2 separate regions of the Mus musculus genome follow, and region 1 is linked to region 2. The links are chromatin contacts, called in public Micro-C maps. All regions are on one chromosome and are shown on one strand. Each heading gives the region's core, a stretch centred on a gene start, on an enhancer-like site or on the middle of the called end of the contact. The rest is flanking DNA. Distances are from core to core; before and after follow the strand shown.

Region 1 (4,958 bases), core at 2,246-4,745, 330 kb before region 2:
TAAATAAATCTTTTAAAAAAGAAAAAAATATATATTATAATAAGCTGTCTTTTGTAATGTGTAAGAATTAACTCTAAATTAATTCTTCTGTTACATTCTCTTCATTAAGGTACTGCAAGACAATCCATGCGAACATCACACTGCAAAACTGTCCACAGTCGACTACAAAGCGGACATTATCTAGGCTTCTCAGGTTTTCCCTAAAACATTTTTACTCCAACTCCCATTTAAAATTGTCACCGTATGGAATGATGATCTCTTGGCCTTAGTCACTGGAGTTACTTCCCTGAGTCTCCTGTGGTCCTTTGGAAAAGAGAGCACCATCTGCATATCAATCCATCGATCGCACTGTGGGTCAGTGAGTGAACTTAAAGCCAAGATTTCAAGATTTGTGGCTACTCAAAGTGAAAGTAAAGATGTGTAAGAAAGGGTGACACATACGTGACACATTCATGACACATGTGTGACACACTACAGTTTCCATGACAAGAGACTTTTGTTTTTTGTTTATTCTATCTTATTTTATTTTCTTTGCGTGTGGGAAGGGGACTTGCAAGGGTGGGGCGGGGAGATGTGGATACAAAGGGAAGGGGTGATGAGTGGGATGAGGGTGCACAGTATGAAATTCACACAAAAAAATCAATAAAAAGATTAAGAAAGAAAGAGAGAGAGAAAGGAAGAGAGAGAAAGAGGGAAAGGAAGGAAGGAAGGAAGAGAGAGAGAGAAAGGAAGGAAGGAAGGAAGGAAGGAAGGAAGGAAGAGAGAAAGAGAGAGAGAGTGAGAGAGAGTGAGTGTCAGAGTCAATGCAGAGCCAGCACCAGGACAGTGACTTGAAGAGTAAGTGGGAGAGGAGGGGACAAGACGCCAGACAAAGCACACACCACCAAGTGAAAAGGACAGGCACCAGAGGCAGGCACCGGGCTCAGAAAATCTCCACAGTCATCTTCTCTATCAGTGCAAACGAGGGAAGTGAATGAGAGACAGGACAGTTACTGGCACCTTAAAAAACAATAAAACAAAACAAAACAAAAAATTCTGTAATGCCAGGACTCCAGTGACCCAGGGAAGGCTTCCAAGATTCTATCTCAAAATTCTAAAATAAAACAAAATCACTCTTCATGTATAAAAGACAATTCGGTTGTTAATCTTTATGCTAGTGGCTAGGTTTTCATTCATTCATTCATTCATTAAAAATAATAACAAAATAAAATACAATAAGATAAAACAAAGACTACCACATTGAAGTTGGACAACATAAACCAACAGAGGGAAAAGAGCCCAAAAGAAGGCACAGGTATCAGACCCACTTGCTGACACATTCAAGAATCTCATAAAAACATTGAACTACGTATAAGCGCATGGGCCCTGGTGCAGGCCCGGTGCATGCTGCTTCAGTCTTTGGGCGTTCCTACGAGCTTTGCTCGTGTTAATTTAGAGGGCTCTACATTCTTGATGTCCTCCATCCTCTCTGGAGACATTACACTCTTTCTCTCTCCTCTTTCTTCGAGTTCCCTATCTCTGAGGGAAGGAATTTGGTAGAGACATCCCATTTAGGGCTGAGTGTTCCAAGATTTCACTCTCTGCTTAATGTCTGGCTGAGGGTCATTGTATCTGCTCCCATCTGCTGCAGAAGGAAGCATCTTTGTAGACTGCTGAGCAATAAACTATGAGCACACAGGATGTCGTTAGGCATCTTTTTTAAAAACCCTCTCTTTCTTGCTTGCTTTCGCTTTATAGAAAATCTGCCTTTGGGTGTTGGGTTTGTAAGCATAAACAAAACATTTCCTATCAAAACTTACTAAAATTGTTGAACTCCATACATACATTAAGCAGTCTCTTCCAAGTACCAGTGGCTGGCACAGAACCCATCCAGTTATCTAATCACATCGGTGACTCTTGTTTTTCACATCAAAGAAACAGTCATTCTAGGAGCCGACTGGGGTCACAGCATCAGTTCTGCTAACATTGTAATATGTGGAAATGTATTTCAAGCAAGGAACCAGACAGCAAACAGCAATGCTCCTGTTCCAACTATTAAAAATCTCTTAACCCAACCTTCATCCAAATTCAATTTCACCTTTATTTAAACTTCTCATTACCCTAGTAAGCAGAGGTGACTAATGACAACTGTGATAGAAATCTGGGCCATGAGTATTTTAAGAGCCCATTAATTTTCATTTTAAAAAATGTGTGGTTGGCGACTTTTTGAGACAGGGTCTCTCTCTCTGTCGCCCTGGCTGACCTGAGACTCACTATGTAAAGCAGGCTGCCCTCATCCTCACAGAAATCTATCTACTTCTGAGTGTTGTCATTAAAGGCATACGCCCCGCCCCCCTCCCCAAGATAGGGTCAATTCTGTAGCTCAGGCTGACCTGGAACTCAAAGTCCTTTGGCAAGCCTCCTGTTTCTGCTTCTACTATACTGAGAGGACAGGCCTGAGCCAGTATTCCCTACAAAAGCCCACTGACTCTATGAGGATAGCACACAACATCAGCAACAACTAGAAGGTCCACAGTGCTAATGGGTTAGCCCTATAATAAAATATTGAATGTTAGAGAAATACAACAACCAGCCCGGGTCATTTGATCAGTAAGTTAAGACAGCCTGCTTCACCTTACTCACTGGAGATCCTCGGGCTACTGGGTCAGAACAAACCACTTATGAAAGTTAAATGAATTCTGACAACACCACTCCGCACTCCGCAGGCAGAAAACACCGCCAACTGTCATGCCAGAGCTATGAGATAATGGGGATTTCAAAATGTTTGTCCTACTCAAAGACCAGCCAAGCTGTTCGTGATTGCACCTCAGCATCCCAGAAACCAGACAGAACTCCATGGTGCAGAACTCTGACTGGGGCAGAGATGGAGACCTAGACAGGTGCTCCTGGGCCACGGCTAACTCGGGGTGGGAGTGGGGACATGTTCCACAGGACTCTTGAGGTTCCCCCTTCCAAGGGAGAGGATTCTCATTTTCTCTCTCTCTCTCCCTCCCTCCCCCCCCCCTCTTTTAAAGAAAAGGATCAAAAACAGAGTGGAGAGCAAGCAGTAGAATCAGAACATGAACATCTGTGTTAAAAGTAATCAATTCCTTCCCATAATACTATAAAATCTAGTTGGTCAAAACCGGGAATGCCGCCAGACTTAGAGAAAGAAAGGATGTTTGGTTAAAATGGAAATGCTGCCAGGAAGGCAAGAGTGATGCTTAAGTGAATTCAGAGCAAAGGCAAGCCGGTTCCCCAGGCGTGTTGATGGCAGGTGCATAGCATATATATCTCTTCAGCCTCCAGGCGCCTGTGAGCACGCGCTGAGACAAAAAGAGCTTCCAGAGAGAAGTAAAACTTGTTCATGGACTCAAAAGATACAATACGGCACATAAAATCAATTTTTCAAAGGCAAACGCCAGTAGTAAATTTGCTGGATTATAGCCACTGGGCTTGGAATGGACACGGGGGAAGGTGCTGATTTGTCAAAGTCCCCAGTATGCAATCTCTGGGGACAAACGCTACCGGGTCTGAGGAGAGAACCCACTGTCATCCTTTTCACACATGCTTGGGATGATGGATTGTCGGGCCTAGTGAGTAGTAGTGTGTTCATCTGTGCTGTGTAGCTCGGCGACCCAGCTGCTAGCCCAGCCCGGTTGGCTCATCACTGGCTGCTCCGACCCTCACCCGCTCTCATCCGGCCACCTGCGCCACTGCTCTCCAGTGAGGGTTCCCGTTCTCACGGGCTTCGTTTCGGTCTCTTCTAATCCACTGGCTTTCTCTAGAATTTCCCAGGGCTGCCAGAGTCTCTCCGCTCTTATCTTTGCCAGCGTGCCTCCTCTACGGACTTTAAAGGTGGCACTTTCCTCTGCGACCTGCTCCTAAAATTCCCCTCAAAGTATTCGCAGATTCTCAACCGGGCTTCACTGGAGATGAAACCCCAGTTCGAACTCCTCAATGCCGAGCCTCAGGACAGACGATCCTGCTCACCTCGAGCCCCCACCCTCCAACCTTCCTGACCTTCAGAACCGTTGCTTCCTCCATCAGCTAAGAAGTTCAGCAGCCTAGACTCCAGTCCAAAAGTGCTCCGGCTGAGCACCCTAGGCCTCAGTTTCCTTGCAAAGCTATAGACTTCTAAAGATGCCGCCAGCACTGCCACCCCAGCAGGCAGGAGTTTTTGGCTAACTGACCTCGGTGGCTTCGTCTACCTCTACTGGCTCTTTTGCACAGCCACATTTGATTTCACCGTTTTTCCTGTATATCTCGGCGGAAGGTGGGGCTGTTTATTTTTTAAAGCATATGTAAGTATTGAATAAGCCCGGCCATGCCCTAAACCTAAAAAATTCAAAGGCATAAGGACCTTTCTAGCTCGAATAGCTTCCCAGACAGGATCCACTAGACACAGACTTGAAGACCCTCACAATCCACCTTTTCCCAGTGCCGGAGAGCGCTCTAGCCCGAGTTCCGAACCGCCACGCCCCAACTTGAACACCCACCTCTAGGCGCCAGTTCCGAGGGCGCAGTACTCCGGCTCCGCTCCAGCGTGGTGCGGCTGCCGCCTGCTGCTCCCAACGTCCAGGGAAAGGCGCGGCACAGCCCCAACCTGGGGCCAGCGCATCTGCCAAGAGCAGCAGCCTCTGGGCTCGCCTGGCACCCGGGAGCCCCGCCCACCCATCCGGGCCCGCCCCACTCCAGGCCGGTGGTCCGCCCTCCGTTTTCATTGCTCCTCCCCATCCACCCATACCTCCTCTTGGTAGCTGGAACAGAACATGAGCCCTAAGAAATGGTGAATGAATGCATGTATGTATGTATGCCTGCATGAATGAATGGAGAAACCGAAGTGATGGGAGAGGTGGCAAGAGAATGTTTCCTAACTGGGGAGGGCGCCGCGTGTCTGAGTTAGTGCATGGGTGGGTGTCTGTGAAGGCGTTGCCGCATGTATATACATATATATATATATATATACATATATATAT
Region 2 (5,325 bases), core at 27-2,526:
TGCTTTCTTACTCCAAAGAGGAAGAACCAGGAGGGCAGCTACAACCTCAACAAAGCAAAACCAAACTCCAACTGTGTAAATAACAAAATGTCTAATGGGCTCAGGTCACTTCTCTGGCTCTACAGCACACACAGCTTGTCTTCTGAGCTCAGGCCGGCTCCACTCCACCGCTGCAGCTCTTCTTGATGATCATCCTATGGTATTGGCATCTCCAAATGCTGGGGTCTTCCGCTGCAATTGGGTTTCACCAATTCCGCTGCAATTGGGTTTCACCAATAACCTCTCCTGGGCTTGCTTCATGGTGCCAAGCCTTAGCTGCTCTCCGTGACCCCTCTATGCCTTCACCAACAATACCGCCTGGTTGAGTCTTGCACATTACAAAGTTCAGCTGCCAGCATGAAGGCCAACCTTGGCTGTGTCTGAGACAAAGCTTATCATCTTAATGATGTTGGTCTCTTACTCAGAGCTGAGTCTTCAGCCCCAGCTCATCCATATCCATTGTCCCAGCAAACCACGGGTTTGTGTTTCTGGTATCTTGTTAACCACAGCAGATTCTTCAGCCCCAGCTAACCAGAACTACAGAGTCTTCAGGCAAATGACCTGGTAGAGTCTTTGCATTCCTCTGCAACCTCACAAGCCAGGCCTCCATGTTCGGCACGGCTCTCAACAGTCTTACCATCCAAGCTCCTACAGAATAGCCCAGAGCTCTCAACACTCAATGGCTTTTCTAGCCCAAAGTTCCAAAGTCCTTCCACAACCCTCCAAAACAACATAGTCAGGCCTATCACAGCAACTTCCCATGATTCTGATACCAATTTCTGTTTCTTTTAGGGTTGCTACTGTGGTGATGAAACACCATGGACAAAGCAATCTGAGGCAGGAAAGGGTTTACTTAGCTTACGCTTCCACATCTTAGTCCATCATTAAAGGAAGTCAGGGCAGAGACTCAAGCAGGGAAGGGACCTAGAGGCCTGGGAGGAGTGCTGCTTCCTGGCTTGTCCTCCTGGCTTGCTCAGCCTGCTTTCTTATAGAACCAAGACCATCAGCCCAGAGGTAGTACCACCTTCCTCCCCTGGGCCCTCCTCCATCAGTCACTAATTAAGAAAATGCCCTACAGGCTTGCCTACAGCCCAATCTTATGAAGGCATTTTCTCACATGAAAGTCCCTTCCTTTGAGATTACTTTAGCTTGTAGCGTAAAACTAGCCAGCACAAAGCTCAGTCTTTTATGACAGTCCAAGTGTGACCCTTTGCGGTGACCTCTACTGCCACCTCCTGGTTGCCAGATAGTGTCACTTATATTCTGACTTCCTGAGACCCACAGAAAATTGCTGGTGAACAGGCTGAGCTCTGCATCTAGAATTAGTCCTGTTCATGGGCGACTCCAAACTGTCAGTCCCCTGCCCCCCATCCCAGTCCCCTAAAATCTATTTGGTGCACTAACTCCCCTGATAGGTCAACTTCCCTCTCCCTCTTTCTGCCCATTTCTTCCTACTTGGATTCACTTACTCCTCCCAAGACCCTTGGTTGATCACAAAGACACACACACACACACACACACACACATACACACACGCACACCATGCTAAGCCACTGGCTAATTTTTCACAAGCAACAAACACTTTCTTCTCAACTCAGAGATGCAATGGTTTAGAAAACACGAGCATTCTCCTTTCCTCAAGAAAAAAAAAAAGTGGGAGAAGGAATAAAGAAATCTATCATAGTATTTCACAGCCCAGATGAAAGGCCCCAGCTAGTGGGTAAAGCAGGGAAGAGTCAAGAATTTCGAATGACAAATGTCTGAGTTTTTTCCTAAAGCTGAAGTCGTCTCAGAGTGTTGGAAAAAAAAACTGTGTGAGTGGTGGGCTGTTGCGCGCGCCCAACAGGCCAGGAAGAACGACGCTGCTACAGGATCCTTCTGCACACATTTATTCAGTCCTGTTTCTTCTTTCTCCATATATCTCCCTTGTTTATATCTTCCTTGTTTATATCTCCCTTGTTTTTATATCTCCCTTGTTTTTATATCTCCCCTGTTTATATCTCCCTTGTTTTTATATCTCCCTTGTTTTTATATCTCCCTTGTTTTTATATCTCCCTTGTTTATATCTCCCTTGTTTTTATATCTCCCTTGTTTATATATCTCCCCTGTTTATATCTCCCCTGTTTATATCTCCCTTGTTTATATATCTCCCTTGTTTTTATATCTCCCTTGTTTTTATATCTCCCTTGTTTATATATCTCCCTTGTTTTTATATCTCCCCCGAACCCTGGGCCTCTCACTCTTTTATACTCTCAGTTCCCATCCACGCACAGCAGGCCACGCCACCTCACCAGGCACGCAGCTTCAGCTAATCAGGGCAGCAGGGGCAAATCTCCACCAAATTGGATTCACCTGTATCCTGGTACACCTGCGCAGCACTCAAGATGTTTGTGTCTTATATGAGGAAGTCAGGTGCAAGTCATATGACTTAGCTGCAGTCCCTGGCGCCTTTGGGACTGCCGCCACACCCGCTCCCCACAATTCCCCCTTTTTTCTTTTTTGGCAGAGAGAATGTCTGTAGAAAGCCCCCCGCAGCCATGCCCCTTACCCGTCCTTGGGTGACAAACAGCATTGGTTTGATCCCTGTCTTAGGTTGGTGACATGCCCAGGGAGTCTTATCACTGACTACCTCTCAATCATGCCAAGCCACTCCTGGGGAGATTGTGTTTTGCTTGCAGCAGGTGCATCAAAAGGCCAGGATGTTACTTAACCTATGGCCAGATCTTAATTGCTGCAAGCAAGCCTCATGGGTGAAGGTAGAGGTCTGATCCCCAGTGTGCAAGCATAGGGGCCCTACACAAAACCATCCCTTAGGCTCATCACCCAGAGAGGTCTTGGCCAGCTCCTGTGTCGTTTTTCCTGGGGGAAGGGAACTAGGACACTGAACCTTCATGCAATCAGACGTGCCTTCCACAGGATGCCAACAGCAAGCTATCCTCTGTGCAGTGCTTAGCCTCGCAACCCATGGCATAACGCAGCATAATTTCTTTTAGAGCGGCAAACCGAATCTGAGGAGATTGTCCCGCCTCCACTGCAGCAAAAGCCTACGCTACCATGGCGAAAGTGCGGACCCGCACACTCTGCACCTAACACATGTGCCAAACACAAAACACACACACACTATAACAAGCATACATCCCAGGGCTCTCATCCCTGCTCATCTTCCCTGAAGCAAGGGATAGATAGCCAGAGGGGCTATCTCTTTAAGGGAAATTCAGGGATCAAAAAGCGTGGAAAAATTTGAATGTCATGTCGAGCTGGTATTGGCGCTTCTGGAACACCGAAAGGATCTCTCATCTCGGCTCCATCCTTTGTGCTTGTGGGATCATCCACCACATCCACAGGGGCAACTGGATCAGGAGCCTCATTCTTGTAGCGTCTCACCAATCTCTCCGGCACCCAAAGAGGTTCCGTCTGGTCCATGAACTTACCCTGCCGGCAACCACTGACTGCTGAAAGTTCTGAACTCGGTGGGGGAGTCGGTTCCCCGTACAGGCCACCAATTGTCGCGTCCGCTCTCGACCAGCAAGAACGATGCGACCACCAGTCCTTCTAACAGCAGTTTATTCAGTCTTCATCTCTCTTCTTTCTCTTCATCAGTACCTTTCCCCAGCTGAAGAGTTCTGAATCCACGCCGGATCCTTCTCAACAGTCTGTTTTATGGGAACCTTTATTAACCCCTTCTTCCCTGTGATGCAGTTCTGAATCCTCCCTGTAGCAGGGGGTCTTCGCTCGTGACTGAAGATGTTTCTTTTCCCGGGTTTCCTCGTCCCAGGTCTTCTTGTCCCAGGTCTTCTCGTCTCATCCCGGGTCTCAGCACCAACTCTTGCGCGCGCCCAACAGGCCAGGAAGAACGACGCTGCTACAGGATCCTTCTGCACACATTTATTCAGTCCTGTTTCTTCTTTCTCCATATATCTCCCTTGTTTATATCTTCCTTGTTTATATCTCCCTTGTTTTTATATCTCCCTTGTTTTTATATCTCCCCTGTTTATATCTCCCTTGTTTTTATATCTCCCTTGTTTTTATATCTCCCTTGTTTTTATATCTCCCTTGTTTATATCTCCCTTGTTTTTATATCTCCCTTGTTTATATATCTCCCCTGTTTATATCTCCCCTGTTTATATCTCCCTTGTTTATATATCTCCCTTGTTTTTATATCTCCCTTGTTTATATATCTCCCTTGTTTTTATATCTCCCCCGAACCCTGGGCCTCTCACTCTTTTATACTCTCAGTTCCCATCCACGCACAGCAGGCCACGCCACCTCACCAGGCACGCAGCTTCAGCTAATCAGGGCAGCAGGGGCAAATCTCCACCAAATTGGATTCACCTGTATCCTGGTACACCTGCGCAGCACTCAAGATGTTTGTGTCTTATATGAGGAAGTCAGGTGCAAGTCATATGACTTAGCTGCAGTCCCTGGCGCCTTTGGGACTGCCGCCACACCCGCTCCCCACAGTGGGCCACAGGGAAGCCAGCCTGGAGACCCTGAGGTTTCCTTCCACTCGCTGACATCTATTTTACAGAGACTTCATTTTTTCAATGCCCAAGCTTCCAGCCACAAGACAGTGTAATCTGAATAGAGACACAGGTATTTATTGACTCTGTTCTAAGTCAGCAGCATATCAGCTTGAAGAGCTTTGGAAGGGACTAGTCAGCTCATAAAACTAAGTGTTTGACCATGTGATCTGGAAAATAAGCTGGAGAAATGAGAAGAGCTGAAGACCCAACTTTCTCTCATCAACAGCGGTGTGTTAGCAATGGCAACCTGCCACTGTGTCAGCAATATCATCCTGTCATTGTAGAACCAGACTTGAGTTCTCAACTCAGAGACCACAGCACGGTTGACTACATCCTACCATCCCTACCGCCATAGCTTTGGCCCAGTTACCACCAAGTCTCAGCCACCTCAGGGTGTAGTGGCCTCCTAGCTGTGCCGGGATATTCTCCTTTGTCCACAAGTTAGATTGTGTGGCCTTTCTGCTTAAACTTTCCTTTGACCAAAGTGGCTTGGGGACGGGGAGTGGCTGAGGAGATGGCTTGTCCCATAAGCATGGGAACTGAGATCAAATTCCTGACAGACACATAAATAGTCAGATGTGCCCATATGCACCTATAATCCCAGCACTGGAGAATTGGGGGCAGAAGGATCTGTGGACCTGCTGACCAGCCTTCCTTGCCAATGAACTTGAGGTTCAGTGAGAGGCTGAGTCTCAAAAAATAAGATAAAGAAGGGATTGAGAAAAATACCAGATGTCACCTCTGGCCTACACACACACACACA

The links. Hi-C and Micro-C count contacts between places; a contact is called where the count stands out from the background.
Region 1: a contact with region 2 is called in a Micro-C map of the HL-1 cell line, with 2.0 times the contacts expected there. The contact joins two enhancer-like sites. A contact is called at or near these places in 2 of 484 Hi-C or Micro-C datasets (the HL-1 cell line and myocytes) and 1 of 9 other capture datasets (adipose tissue).

The regions. Positions count from the first base shown.
Region 1 is chr4:57,781,843-57,786,800 of GRCm38.p6, reverse strand. All of the region lies in intron 7 of Pakap (paralemmin A kinase anchor protein), which reads right to left. Among named protein-coding and RNA genes, the nearest start is that of Gm35099, 29 kb to the right of the region's middle. Within about 2 kb of position 3,495, at least 213 of the 459 cell types and tissues checked have an H3K27ac peak or open chromatin away from gene starts, as enhancers often do. A contact at or near this core is called in the HL-1 cell line, where this site is marked.
Region 2 is chr4:57,448,007-57,453,331 of GRCm38.p6, reverse strand. It overlaps a transcript of Pakap not described here. Among named protein-coding and RNA genes, the nearest start is that of 1700042G15Rik, 86 kb to the right of the region's middle. Within about 2 kb of position 1,276, at least 13 of the 459 cell types and tissues checked have an H3K27ac peak or open chromatin away from gene starts, as enhancers often do. A contact at or near this core is called in the HL-1 cell line, where this site is marked.